2 separate regions of the Danio rerio genome follow, and region 2 is linked to region 1. The links are chromatin contacts, called in public Hi-C maps. All regions are on one chromosome and are shown on one strand. Each heading gives the region's core, a stretch centred on a gene start, on an enhancer-like site or on the middle of the called end of the contact. The rest is flanking DNA. Distances are from core to core; before and after follow the strand shown. Region 1 has its middle 32 kb from the start of tbrg1. Region 2 holds the start of LOC100535882.

Evidence for each region. A called contact is a pair of places that touch in the nucleus more often than the background predicts.
Region 2: a contact with region 1 is called in a Hi-C map of hematopoietic stem cells, with 4 times the contacts expected there. The contact joins the promoter of LOC100535882 here to the enhancer-like site in region 1. A contact is called at or near these places in 4 of 18 Hi-C or Micro-C datasets (caudal fin, embryo, hematopoietic stem cells and 1 more) and 1 of 4 datasets of contacts at active chromatin or transcription factors (caudal fin).

What each region holds. Positions count from the first base shown.
Region 1 is chr18:38,177,346-38,184,590 of GRCz12tu, forward strand. No RefSeq gene overlaps it. Among named protein-coding and RNA genes, the nearest start is that of tbrg1, 32 kb to the left of the region's middle. Within about 2 kb of position 2,781, at least 6 of the 62 cell types and tissues checked have an H3K27ac peak or open chromatin away from gene starts, as enhancers often do.
Region 2 is chr18:38,304,012-38,310,826 of GRCz12tu, forward strand. It overlaps LOC100535882, which reads right to left and starts at 4,778. Exons shown (of 14, transcript XM_003200473.7): 1 at 4,257-4,778. The coding sequence starts at 4,520.

The DNA of each region.
Region 1 (7,245 bases), core at 1,531-4,030:
CATCTTCCACTAAAGGGGCTTTTAAACAGCCTGATTCAGCAGTGAATGGGTTGATCAGAAATGTTATCTGTTGTCTTTTTTGTCGTAGGTTGGAGAATCTTTCCTCAAAACTTTGCTCAAGATTTTCAAGTAGCGTAGCATACCGTGCAGTACTCCCTTTTACAACCTCTGCTTCTTGTCCACTTGCCTTTAACAAGGTTGGAAAATGTGTGTAGTCTCTCTTTTGTAGATGTGTCTTGAACAGCTTTAGTTTGTTGACAAATGCAAAAACACTTTGCACCAGGTCAGGCAGCATCTTTAACTTCCCTTGCAGATCCAAATTCAGTCCATTCAGATAATGCAGCACGTCAACCAAAAAAGCCAAATCTGAAATCCACTGGGGATCATGTAGCTCAGGATAGTCCTTATGTTTCTCTGCGAGGAACAGCTTCACTGGATTCAAAAGCTCAAAGAAACGAGAAAGCATATGTCCTCTTGAAAGCCATCGCACGGCACAGTGAAAAAGCAGATCAGATGGAAGGTCTTCATCAAGTTCATCAATGAGATTTTTGAACTGTCTGTGATTGAGAGCATGTGTGCGTACAAAATTGACAATTTCCAGCACAGGTTTCATAATGTGGTCTAAGTTTAGCTTTTTAGACACCAAGTGCTCTTGATGGATAATACAGTGGAAAGTCCAAAATACTGGAAAACGGTCGTCAGCTTAACACAGCCCTACAAGACCTCTCTCAGATCCCAGCATGGCTGGAGCTCCGTCCATGACTATGGCTGTTAGTTTTGATAACTGCAAATTTGCTTTCTCAACAGCAGTCATCAGTGTCTCTTTCAGATCGATGCCACGAGTTCTGTCTTTTAGCGGCACTATGTCAAGCAGCTCTTCCCTAATTGTGCAGTCTTCTGACACAAACCGTACAAATATTGCCAATTGTGGCTTGTCTTGAACATCGCAGGACTCATCCAACGCAATGCTAATATACTGGCACTTCTGAAGATCTGACAGTAAATGTGTTTCTACTGAATTGTCAATGTCCGATATTCTCTGTTCAACAGTGTGTCATGACAGTTGAAGGTCCTTTACTGAACGTTTCAAATTTTCATTTTCGGGACAAAGAATAGCAACAGCATCACTGAGGCACTTTTTAACAAATTCTCCTTCAAGGTATGGCTTTTTTGCACGAGCAATGTTCCATGCTAGCTGATATGATGCTAATGTGACCGTCTCTGAATGCTTAGTAAATTTTCGGAAAAACTGAGTTTGCTTTTCTGCCTGACCTTTCAGTGTCTTTACCTTGTGCTTGGGAAGTTCACTGCCTTTGGGAATTTCCCGGGCTATGGCAGAATGAAGAGAGGTGAAATGGCGCTCGAGATTTGAAGCCTTAAAATGTGACAACGAAGTCTGGCATATCAAGCAGAATGGCTTTCCATTTCTTTCAACAAAAAATATAAATCCTCAGATAAAAATGAGATTTTTTTCAGATAAAAATGTTCTGCGCTCATCTTTGTATTTACGCTTAGATGTACGCTTTCCTGACTCTGCCATGACGATTGATATTAACGAACTGCACGTCACTCGTGTTGCGCCCCAATCACACGGGGCTTCAGTGTCAACCCTTGACTGAAGGCGTGTCTGAAGTTAGAGTTGAAACGATCGTCATAGAAGCGTCAGAAAATGAAATTCAGTCAGCAATAGGCCACTGTCTAGCAGGTGTATTTGCATACAGCGATCTGATTGGAAAAATCAGATTGAAATTGAAATTGAAATTTTTTGAAATTGAAAAGTTGAGCTACTCCCAGCTTCTGCAGCGAGCAACGCTGAAGCCCCGTGTGAATGGGGCATTAGTCAATTGGTTAATGTATGTTAAATCGCACAAGAGGTTGAGCCGCACAAAAGCAGAAAGAGACGCAGAAGCCCCGTGTGAATGGGGCGTCAGTCAATTGGTTAATGTATGTTAAATCGCGCGAGAGGTTGAGCCGCACAAGAGCAGTAAAAGAGCCGCAAGCGGCTCGCGAGCCGCGGGTTCGCCACCCCTGATATATATATATATATATATATATATATATATATATATATATATATATATATATATATATATATATATATATATATATATATATATATTGAATTTAAAGGACATTTTAATGACAAATTAAATTTCAGAAAAAATATTATTGATGACGTTATAAAATTTATGACAATTATAATGTCCTCATTACAATCATGTTTATGACAGATTTATTACAAGTCTTATTTTTTATAAGATAAGATTTTATGACAAGCCTTTACAATGTCAAGTTATCATAAGAGACATCCCAAATGTCACCTTTGCATTTCATATGAACGATCAGATCACTTAATGACAGTTGTCACAATCTAAATCAAATTCATGACATAAAGGTTTCATGACAGTCATATGAACACCCCCTTCAAGTAAAATGTTACCAAAATAACTTCATTTGAGCTCTGAAGATGAACAAATGCCTTAGGTGATTGGAACGGCATAAGGGTGTGTAATTAACAGCATTATTTTCATTTTTGGTGAACAAACCTTTTAAGGGCAGAACACCTCAGCAACTGTGACTTCACATTAGAGACATTTGACAGCTAAGACAGGAAAAAGACTAATTCAGAGTGTGACCTGCTGGTCTTGAGCACAATGCAGTGAATGAGGGGAAGGCTGGGTATCCTGAGACCCAGCAGGTGTGGAGGGAGGGAGGCTTCAGCTTCATCACGGTCACTGCCGCCATGACACTGGGCTCGTTTCTGTGTTTTAAGAGGACTGAACTTCCTACATTTCCTCACGGACGGGTGGGAACAGGAAGCCAAGATTTATATCCGCCCATTGCCTGTCTGTGAGAGGTCACAGTTCACATTTGTCATACCTACGAGTCTGGCACTCTCACTTTCTGCTGACCTCTCACTCACTTTCACTGTTGTGAAAAGTGCAGTCATTCTGACCCTGGCCAACTCCACTGTGCTGTGCAGGTATTGTTATTTGAAAGCAAATTCTAACACGTTTGTAGAGTTAGGTTCAAAGGTATTTCATTTTCTGGTTTTGTTATTACAAATACTGATACACTGTTAAAATGCTGCGCTCCACGCAATCAATGTGATGGGACAACATGAAGGAATTAAGTTTACTCTGTAGTTTTTAAAAATTTAGGTGCATTGAATGTAAAATAATTAAGTTGCCACCCTAAAACCATAGACTATAAAAGATATGGACGTAGTATCCGTGACGTCACCCATAGGTTTCTGAAGAACGCAAAAGAAGCTACAAGTAGGCGTGGCCAACCGTCGCTATTTCTTTTGCGCATCATCGCACCGACCGAGAATACCAAACAAGGGGTAAGAGGTGGAGCGATGAGCAGAGCTACAGACGCCTCTTTGGGAGAAACTCTTAATACTTCATTACCTGCGACTCATTTGTGTTCTGACCTCATGTGCTTGGTTGTGTATTGTATCAATGTTTAGTCTTAAGTCTTTAAAAACACTATTGTAATACATTGAGCCACTGAACATTGTTCGTATGATGTTTTTAAGAGGAGGAAAATGTGAATTACTCCAACTACTTTCAAATCTAATCTGTGTTAGTAAATGCAAGGCTATTTATGAAATAAGGCACAAAACTGTTTGACAACGCTTCAGATGACTGTTTAATAGCCTACAGCAAATCAATCTGTCAGATTCTGGAGTGCATTACAGGTCAAAAGAAAATTATAAATGATAAATGATCTTAAATAAAACAAATACATTTATAGAAATGGTATAAGTATATCATTTACCTCACGTGAAAGGTTTGTGAGCACAAATAAGTGAACACAGCAGGCCTTATCATCTGATAATTGTAGGATTGCAAATTCCAAAAGGCAACTTACTGTGTAAAGACGCATAAAACAACACAAAAATACGATGTACATGCCGAGTTCAGCGGCTAATCAGCCGGAATCAGCTGAGGTGAAGTGACTGCAACCAGCGAGACCACTCAAGTGTCCACGACCTTAATTATGCAGACTTAGGGCGTATTCACACTATGCTCTCCGAACCGTGCCTAGGCCTGTTTCTCGGTTTGTTTGAGAAGTCTGAGTGCTCTGAATTTGGCTCAGGCACGGTTCACTTGGCCGGCCCTGACCCTGTTGGAAGAAGTGTGCCAAGCACAGGCTCAGGCGCGGTACGCTTGTAGTGTGAGTGCAAAGTGCGACTGAGCTCCAAACTGAAGACAAGACGTGACTTTTAATGGACTTTTTCATGTGGATTTATTAATCATTCTTACTGTTCAATAAACGCAAACTGTCGTGGATTATTAAAGACGCAAACCCCTCACTGCACAACAGCTGCACCTTTAGCATACCTCCTAATACCTATCATCGATGACGTAAGTGTGCTCAGGCAAGAATGTGATGTGAGTGCTGGCCATCGGGAGAGACGGGAGGGGGGACAAGTGTGCTTCGGCCCGGTTCAAGGCAACTGTACATCGTGTGAGTATGCCCTTAAAATAACCTAATATAAAGAAACGGATGAGTTATAAAAAAAATAACAGGTGTCATCAAGGTTATATTAGCTATATGAACCAAAATTGTTTTTAGTACCAGGCTGTTAACACCTTTTTTCTGTTGTAATGTTGGCCATTTTAAAAGTCGGGTCAATAGAAAGCTGCTCTATTATGGAGCCAGGAGTCAGGACCAGCAGAATTTCTATGAATTGCAGTTTCAGTTTTTCCGTATTTGCTTCATGAGGGAGAGCAGGAGGTTGTTTCTGACTGCTAAAAACTGATAATTGTTTCCCGTTCATTTTAAATAAATAGTTTGAACAAGCAGCAAGCATTGTGTAATTGGTACAGAAATTAAACCAAAATAGAGTACTTTGTCAAGTTTTAATTGTACATAACTGCTGTAAATTTGGAAAGGAAAAAACTTCAGTATATTTTTCTTCATTGAATATAGTCAGGCAGCAACAGATCATCTTTTGTGTTCAACAGAAGAAAGAAACCACACGAGGGAGAGTATATGTAAAAAAAAAAATAATAATTTTTTTGCTGCTTGTTCAAACTAATTTAAAATGAGCTGAATCAATTCACAAATCTTGAGTTTTGTTTGAGACAACTTGATTGTTTTATGTTCAGTCCACGTAAATTTGTAAAAACGGTATTACCAGGGCTGTGTATATCGAAGTTGATATTTAGCCTCACCATGTTGACATCGAACATCTAATTTTTACAAGGTGGGTTGTTAGTCCAACGCTCAACCCTCAACCTGGAAGACTAAAACATACACGCATACACTACGGACAATTTAGCTTACCCAATTATCCCATAGCACATGTCTTTGGACTGTGAGGGAAACCTGAGCACCTGGAAGAAACCAACGCAATCTCACAACAATTCGTAACTTTTTGATTCAATGGCTAATTCGTATTAATTTGTCTAATCTAATTCATACAATTTAGTACGATTTACTCATCACCCAATGACGGTTAGGGTTAGAGGTGGGAATGGGTGCCACGTCTCTTTTTTAAAATAGTACTCGTACTGAACTAGTACGAATTAGCCACTAAACTGACAAAATGTAAAATACTTATGTATAATGTTTCCTCGTGAGATCAGGCTGGAGGAAACACAAACACAGGGAGTACATGCAAACTCCACACAGAAATACCTACTGACCCAGCTAAGACTCAAACCAATGACCTTCTTGCTGTAAGAGCTACCCACTATGCCACCATGCGAAAAAGAGCATTAAAAATTGATGCGCACAGCTGATTGGAAAAAAAATGTTCATAAACTACTAAGGAGGGGCGATGCAGTGGTGCAGTAGGTAGTGCTGTCACCTAACAGCAAGAATGTCGCTGATTCGAACCTCCGTTCAGTTGGCGTTTCTGTGTGGAGTTTGCATATTCTCCCTGCATTGTGGGTTTCTTCGGGGTGCTCTGGTTTCCCCCACAGTCCAAAGACATGCGGTGCAGGTGAATTGGGTAGGCTAAATTGTCCGTAGTGTATGAGTGTGTGGAATGGATGTTTCCCAGAGATAGGTTGCGGCTGGTAAGGCGTTCGCTGCGTAAAAACGTGTAGGATAAGTTAATGGTTCATTCCGCTGTGGCGACCCCAGATTAATGTTGGGACTAAGCCGACAAGAAAATAAATGAATGAATGATACTACTACGGAAAGACATTTGCTGAATAAATTCCAACATACACATAAACAATGTAATTTTAAAGTCATGTGACAGCAAAGTAGGCAAGATAGGACGATATTAATGGACAAACCAGCAATCTGACCAAGCATCTGAAATGTTGTCATTATAAAATGGCTTAGCAAAAGTTTCTTTTTCATTATTAACTTTATTTCAATTCTATTTCATTGGATGGACACGTTTTATGCTGTGTTCCAGTTTTGTGCATCAATCTAATTTGCATTTTCGGACGCAAACATAACGTCACATTTGGAAGAGTGGCATAAGCACAGGTTTATGTGTGCACACATTCGGTTTCTCCGAATCACACTTTCGCACATTTGTGAAATGATCTTATAAATGAACCAATTTAGCACAAATTCTGCTCAACATTTTATAAACGAGGTCCCAGATAGTTTATTCATTTCTCTCAGCTTACCAAAAGGCAATTAGACAATAAGGAAGAGTCAGTGAACAAGATTACTGAACACACACCCTGTTAAACCAATTCCTTTAATGATCGCTCACGAAAACACGTTTTGGTTGATAAATGCACTTTAATTACATTTCAATCCTGCGGCAAATATTGAAAAGAGTGAGAACAGGAAATAAAAATGGCATCGTTTTGCAAGAAGTCGGCGTACAAAAAAAATGGCAAAAATTGATATGTACAAAATATGTACAGCAGCACTATATACATCCAAAAATTATAAAAATCATACATCTTTTACATCTCCAACACGACGGGCAATAATTAGCAAGATAATTAAAGATGTCGCCTGGCACTTTATCAGTCAGCGCTGCTATCTTTCTCCACGAGTCCTTCAAATATCAATCACAGACACAGATATACTGTTTTACTTGTGTATCAAAAAGTCAGGGAGTTGCAGTAATGTGGATGGCTTTGTGGAAATTTATGGCAAACCATCCACAAATACGTTAACAGTCACACATTAACACTTACATGCTCACAAACACACACACTCTTCAAACAATCAAACAAATGTGTACGAATATATAGGGCACAAGTGTAAACACAATAGAACACAATTAAATATTCAGTATTCAAAGATGTTGAA
Region 2 (6,815 bases), core at 3,528-6,027, 130 kb after region 1:
GAAAATGTGAAATCTGTATAAAATTTAAACCCTCAAAAATAAATATGTACAAGTCGGCTACTTAAATTAAATAAAGCATTTTATTTCAATCATCAGTAATATTTTATACATATGCAACATCGTGGTCGTCCACCCAGTAGCGAATATAAAGGTCCAACTGCTTACATTTCGTCATCCTATTGAGACTCTCGTCAAACTTGACCACAAATCCGTTAGCCTCATTGGCCTGGTCAGTCAGATCTTTAGTTATAAAATGAGCTAATCCGAATTTATTAATATATGCACTTTTGTTGCTTCCACATGAGAATAGCTGCAACCTCTGAGTTAGGAAACATGGTTTTGAAAACCTCTGTAATGTTCTCATTCGATGTGTAAGAGTGGTGTTCAGAGATTGTTTTAAATACCAACATCACTTCTGCCCGCAGAGTTGGTGTTGAGCCACAGTAAGATAAGATGTCCCTTGGCTGTGGTGGCAATGCTTCTAATGTAGAATTTTCTTTAAAACTGATAGCACAGAACTGCACATTAGGTGGTTGGCGCTGACGAGCAGTACTACACGCGGTGTGTTTGGCACCCCTCATATAGAAGTCCAGGGCCATAACACCAATCATCGCTAGCTTAAAAGATTTCCAGCACCAACAGCAGTAGGCGCTGCGGTCATTTACTGGCACAGGCTTGACCCAAGCGTAATTCGGTTTTCTTGGCCACAGCGGATTAAACTGACACTTTTATCAATTTTATCCAACACAATTTCAGCCGACAAGCTAGGCTAGCGACTATCTTGTTCTGTACCTCACTTACCTAGTAATCATAGTAATGGGTGCGCACAATTTAGCGTTTTCTGCTATGATGTGGAGTGAGAGATGCACTCAACGTTACGCTGCATGAATTTTTATGTAGCCTACATTAGTAACAGTTAATTTTGTTACTTGTAACTTAATTCGAGGAAAGGCAAAAATAAATAAATAAATAAAATAAGACCTTTGTAATAAAATCCAAGACTGCTTACCAGATTCTAGGCTATTAAGGCCTTAATTTGAGATGATCAAATTTGAGACTTTTTCAATGCTTTTAAGACTGCCTTAAAGTCTCTATTCCGCCATGAACCCCTAAGTATTCCAGCATATGTTTTACGCAACGGGTGCCCTTACAGCCTCAACCCAGTACTGGGAAACATCCATACACACTCATACACTAGGGGCATTTTAGTTTATTCAATTTACCTATACCACATCTCTTTGGACTGTGGGGAAAACGGGAGCACTCGGAGGAAACCCACACGAACACAGGTAGAACATGCAAGCTCCACACAAAAATGCCAACTAGCCCAGCCTGGATTCGAACCAGCAACCTTCTTGCTGTGAGGCGACAGTGCTAACCACTGTGCCACCTACGTTCATTATATTATATTACATAATATACAAGCAACAAGAAATCGTACTGTATAATTCGGATGTTAAAATTAGCTAAAGGATTCACCAGGTTCATCTCTTTTTTTGGTCCCCGAACAAATTTCTATTGTGGTCTGTGCTATTTGCAGCATGTTTCTGTATGTGTGAGCTTGTGCTGTCCAATTGATGAAGATGTTTTCTCAATGTGTCCTTGTTTTTTTATTTGCATGTGTTTGTTTGTTTTTTACTTGCAGCGCGTTTAAGCTCCCTTGGCCACTATAAAAAAATAATATTAGCAATTCTTAAAGCATTGATAAATTACATTTACAAAACTAACATAAAAAATTATATCATGTTACAAGGTGTTCTTTTGAACTTCACATCCTGACAAAAAAACGGTGTCACCATTCCCATGTTAAGTAGCACAACTGAAATGTTTCATCATCATAAATTAGAATTTAAGAAGGATCCGGTGCCTGTCTTTGAATATCATCACAGGGATTTTTTTTCCCGATTTTATTATAATATTCAGTATTATTGCATTTTTTTTTTATTAATTTAAGCTTCTTGGTAGAAATGAGAGACATTTAAAAACTGTACCAACCCCATATTTTTCATCAACAGTATAATAGTAAAAGTATTAATAGGACAAAATGCCTGTATTTAGATATTTACCTGCATTGGGTTGTGTTTTAGGCTTAACAGACATTGCTGTAAAATTTATAAATAATCATACATTAATAAATAATTATTTAATATTGCAATTACAATTTTAAACAAATCTACATTTTTATTCACCTTTTAGCGAGCAATAACTAAAACATCTTCACTACTTTCAAGTTACATTAGGTAAAACAATCAAATATACATCAATGTGCTCTTCTGGATAAGTCTGGTTAATTATACCAATTGACACGTACCAAAGAAGGTCCTCACTCATTAATTTATTTAATAAGTTGAAATAAAATCAAACTGCCTTTGCACATTCGCCAGGTGGACTCTATATCCAATTTTAAATCTCAGATAAAAATGTTTTTGTTTAGGATAGCTTTTAACGATTTGTGGTTTATGTTAATTGTTATTTTAATACTTGTATTTTTTATGATGTGCTTGTGATCTGCTGTAACATGTCTTTGAGTGCTTTCGTCAGTGTCACATTAGGTAATACATAATATTTAACATAAAATATGCAGAAAGCAACATTAATGATCAAACAGATAAATACAAGTGTTTACAAGACATAAACACCCAGTAGATCAGGTGGCATTTCCTTCACAGCCCAGTGATTTATAGGCCAACCAACAATACAAAACCATTCATTACTTCCCTTCCTCATCTCACCTGACAACATAAAACCAATAAACCTTCCTCTCTCCAGAACTGGACAATTTTTGTAAACATACTGAGTGAAAAGAGGCCTTCGGTTTTCCAAGAATCATCAAAGTGTTCAAAAACCAAAGTTCATGCCGCAAAAACTGCAGAACCAAAATATAAGCATTTTTCACACGCCCTCAGAGTCAAGACAGGTATGCTCATGCAGCAGTAACAGGCCAGAACACACATGAGGCTTCTGAGCTCAAAGGCTCCTCATAGGCAGGATCTGCCCTCCACAGCAGGTGAGGTGTCTGACCCACCGTAGACCAACAACATCGGCCCAAACTCACAGCCTGCAGTAATAGGTGGCTGCGTCGGGTTATGTAGCACTAGGAGGAGATTCAGAAACAGCTTTGATGCCAATTGGTTTCAAATTGAATAGGCTTCTATTTCAAGAGAGATTCATGTTTTGAAAATAAAGCAATGATATGTGTTCTCTAAATACAGCTAAGCCATTTGGGTGGTACTGATGGATCAGCATAATTAGAGTCAGTGAATGTTTTTCTGGGAATGCAAACAAAGACAAAATCACAAGCCCACAAAGAGACCAATTTCTCTTTATAAAATCTCCATGGCCGCTACTTTACTGCCTGATGTAAACATAATGAAATTAAAAATAAGCCCCGCTCTAAACAGAAAAACACTGCAATACCCTCATTTTACTACTGAAGCAAAATGATGCTTTCATGTGCAAATAAACCAGTTGAGCTGATATGAGATTTATTTAGAATGTATCTTGTTACATAGTCTTAACACATTTGCAATACCACATTCCTTGTGTGCCTGATATGTGAGCCACCTAAGCATGACGATTAAATATCTGCATGAAGAACGAGGCAACCCGCCCAAAAGAGCGACAAGTGCAGCACGTAACAAAGAAAGATGATGATGGAACAACAGGTGGCTCCCAAACAGACTAATGTGGGGGTTCGACACCCGTAATTCAAAGTCCTAAATGGGGGTTGAAAGGAGATGATGGGTGCCTTTAAAATATGTTTTCGCTCTGGATATGATTCTAACAAACAAAGTTTGAGTTAACGAGATCTCCAGGTGCGTTTGCCCGCGAACACAAATCACCTTTGCGTGAGGAGGTAACCATGGCAACAGCTGCAATATCGTCTTAATTTGTCGGGAGTACATAATAAAAAAACATAATTATTGATATTATGCGTTATTGTGGATTTTGCAGGACACTGGGGTGGTCTTTTGTTAAAAATAGCTGAAGTAGTTATCTGGGGCAGAGAACGATTGAGCGATGTGAACCTCAAACTAGGACTGCGCCCAGAAAATCACTGACGCGTTTGAAAAGTTGTGCTCCTTAAAAGTCACTCCGAAAACCACATTTATAATCCATATCTCTTGCAAATAGTTCTAAAGTAACAAGAAACAGCGCTGAAAATCGTCTACGGAGAGCTCTGTGTAGAAAACACCCCTGAAAAAGTCAAAGCAGGTTAAACGGCGGCTGAAAATAGCGCGTAATCAGCGGCTTACCTGCGGGCGCAGCGCAAGCGAGAACAGGCAAATCACAGTCCAGTGTAGTCCGCGCTTTACATCCCTTATCATTGCCCTAACAGCACTCCTTCTGTCCGAACTCGAGCTTTCCCAAGAGTGCCAACTCTTTCGGTCTCTATCCAATCTCATAGCTGACATTTGCGCACTTGTCCTGTGCGCGCTGATCAGCCTTGTCTTGCTTGGTGACGCTTTCTTTACACTGTCCATCTGTCCATCATGAAGACACGGCGTGAAAACGGGCATATGAATGATGCTCACTCAGGTAAGTAAGACCACCAAGGTCTTTCCACACTCCGCGCGGAGTCCAGGGCGCCTCCTCCTCCTCTTGCTCTTCCTCCTTCCACCTGCTGCAGTTAAGAGGCTTTGTATGTTAGACCTGCTGACCTATAGACTTGAGCTTTCATCCCATTTACTTTCCCAGTGACTGAAAGCACTTCTTTACTCTCGCGTCAACCGGATAGGCTGTGCTCTCAAAGCAAAGCGCTGCAAGAGCAAGACTGCGCATCGCCTGGGAAGCTGTAGCGGTTAAAGTTGCCAGTAGAGGGTGTGTCCTCCGCATGGGTATATCCGTCACCTATCTTGAAAATAATACCCGATTTTCTGTGAGGCTACGTATTTAGAAATGTAAAATCTATCCACGTATCCAGGCGTATTTTTGGAGTTTGTTAGTGTTAAGAGTGCTGCTACACCCCGACCAGTTTCACAAATGGGTAATTCTTCAAATACAGACACTCATATATCCAAAATATAAAGGCTATAATTTTGTTCAAATTTCTCTTTCTTTGTCAAACTAACAATAAAACCTAGCCTATTTTTTTTTAAATGTACTAGCTTTCTGTTATATGTTTTTCGTATTATTCAACCTCCTTTTAGGTGTCAAAATTACTGTTTTCGCCTCACACATCCAGAGTTTAAAAACTTCAACAATTAAAATATCATTTTAAAATGTTATTTATCTGGTATCTATTATTGTATCTTAATTAAGCACTTGTGAAATAATTTAAATATTTTATACTTATTAATGTGAGACTATTATCAATATTGTTTTTATACAAAACATAGCTGTCGCACAGTATTATATATTTCCACCACAACACTGTAGTCGCTTTAAAAAGTTTGTGTGAAAGATTATTTAGGTGGTTTCTATGAAAATGATTAGTGTCATCACTATTGTTTAAGATGGAGGGAATTAAAATTTGTAGCAATAACACTTGAAGAAAAATCTAAATAAATATTGCTTGATAAGGAAATACATTTATTCTACGTCATTTCCAAACATGCTGTACCTTCAGAGATGTTTTTAAAAACCAAACAAAATTAAGGTAAATAAGATTGTTTTGTATACATGAAAGGCTAGTATCAATTCAAAGCTAATCCTTGAAGCTATTTCTCACAATAAACTGTTCAAATGTCATTTCCACCACTGTCATTTCCACCACCACACACATTTTTAAAAATATATTTGAAAAGTTCTCATCACACGTTAAAAATGTATTCACAATGTATAAGTTCATGCTCTATTTAATATACAAATTCAGTTTATTTATTTTCTAAAAAGCTCTTAACCAATTTAATCCTACATTTTAGTGTAACAAGTGTACAATTCAGCATACATCTAATTTATATCATTGACAAACGCATAATTATTGTATATATTGTAGAAAGGTTGGTTAAACTACATACAAAAAAGATCTTAGACAATGTTTGACTGAATATTGAGTTGTGGTGGAATTGACATTTGTTCAGATCACGATGGAAAAAAAAATGTTTCTCTTCTTATTTAAGTGTGTCCGCTTACAGATCTTAAAACTAAACAAATTGTATAAACTTATTAGGCTACGTGAATTTTGAACAAGCTTTTTTTAAACTCAACTTCACAAGGCTGAAAGTGTGCGTAGTTAAGGAATGGCCCAAATATGAAAATAAATGAGTAGCCTATATTCAAATGTGAATTCATCGTGATACTAATCACATTTACTTGTTCAGTATAAGCTAAAAATACACACTTTGAAAAAAAGAAGTCGTCATGATGAACGTTTTATGACGTGTTTAGAGTTCATTATTTCCCTCCTTTTTGTTTTTCACATGATGGCAGCCATGATGACAAATCTAACAATTGTCCCTTTTAACAATACTGTTATGACTCGTTTAACTGTCAACACAATCTTAAATGCTTAAAAGTTTTTAATATTTCCATTTTTAAAAACTTGACATGTATTAGACCTACTGTATATCACCTTTGCATCAAACTACAATAAAATACTGCTTGTGTGAGGTGTTTGAAATGCCTGTATACGCGCAGGACAGTAAATTTGACGTTGTTCTCTCTTCTGGCTACCGTTATCAATCTCACACTTTCCTCCCTTTTTTAAAGTCTTGATATTATCAAAGTCGAGTTGTTCTTCTATTATTTCAGCAAATAGGATTGTAAAAAAATTGCTCTTCTCTCCTATTCACTGCTCTCTATGTTTACCCAACTATAATGACTTTCACTATGAGAAACCCGAAAATGTAAAAAGGGTCCATTTTAAAACACCC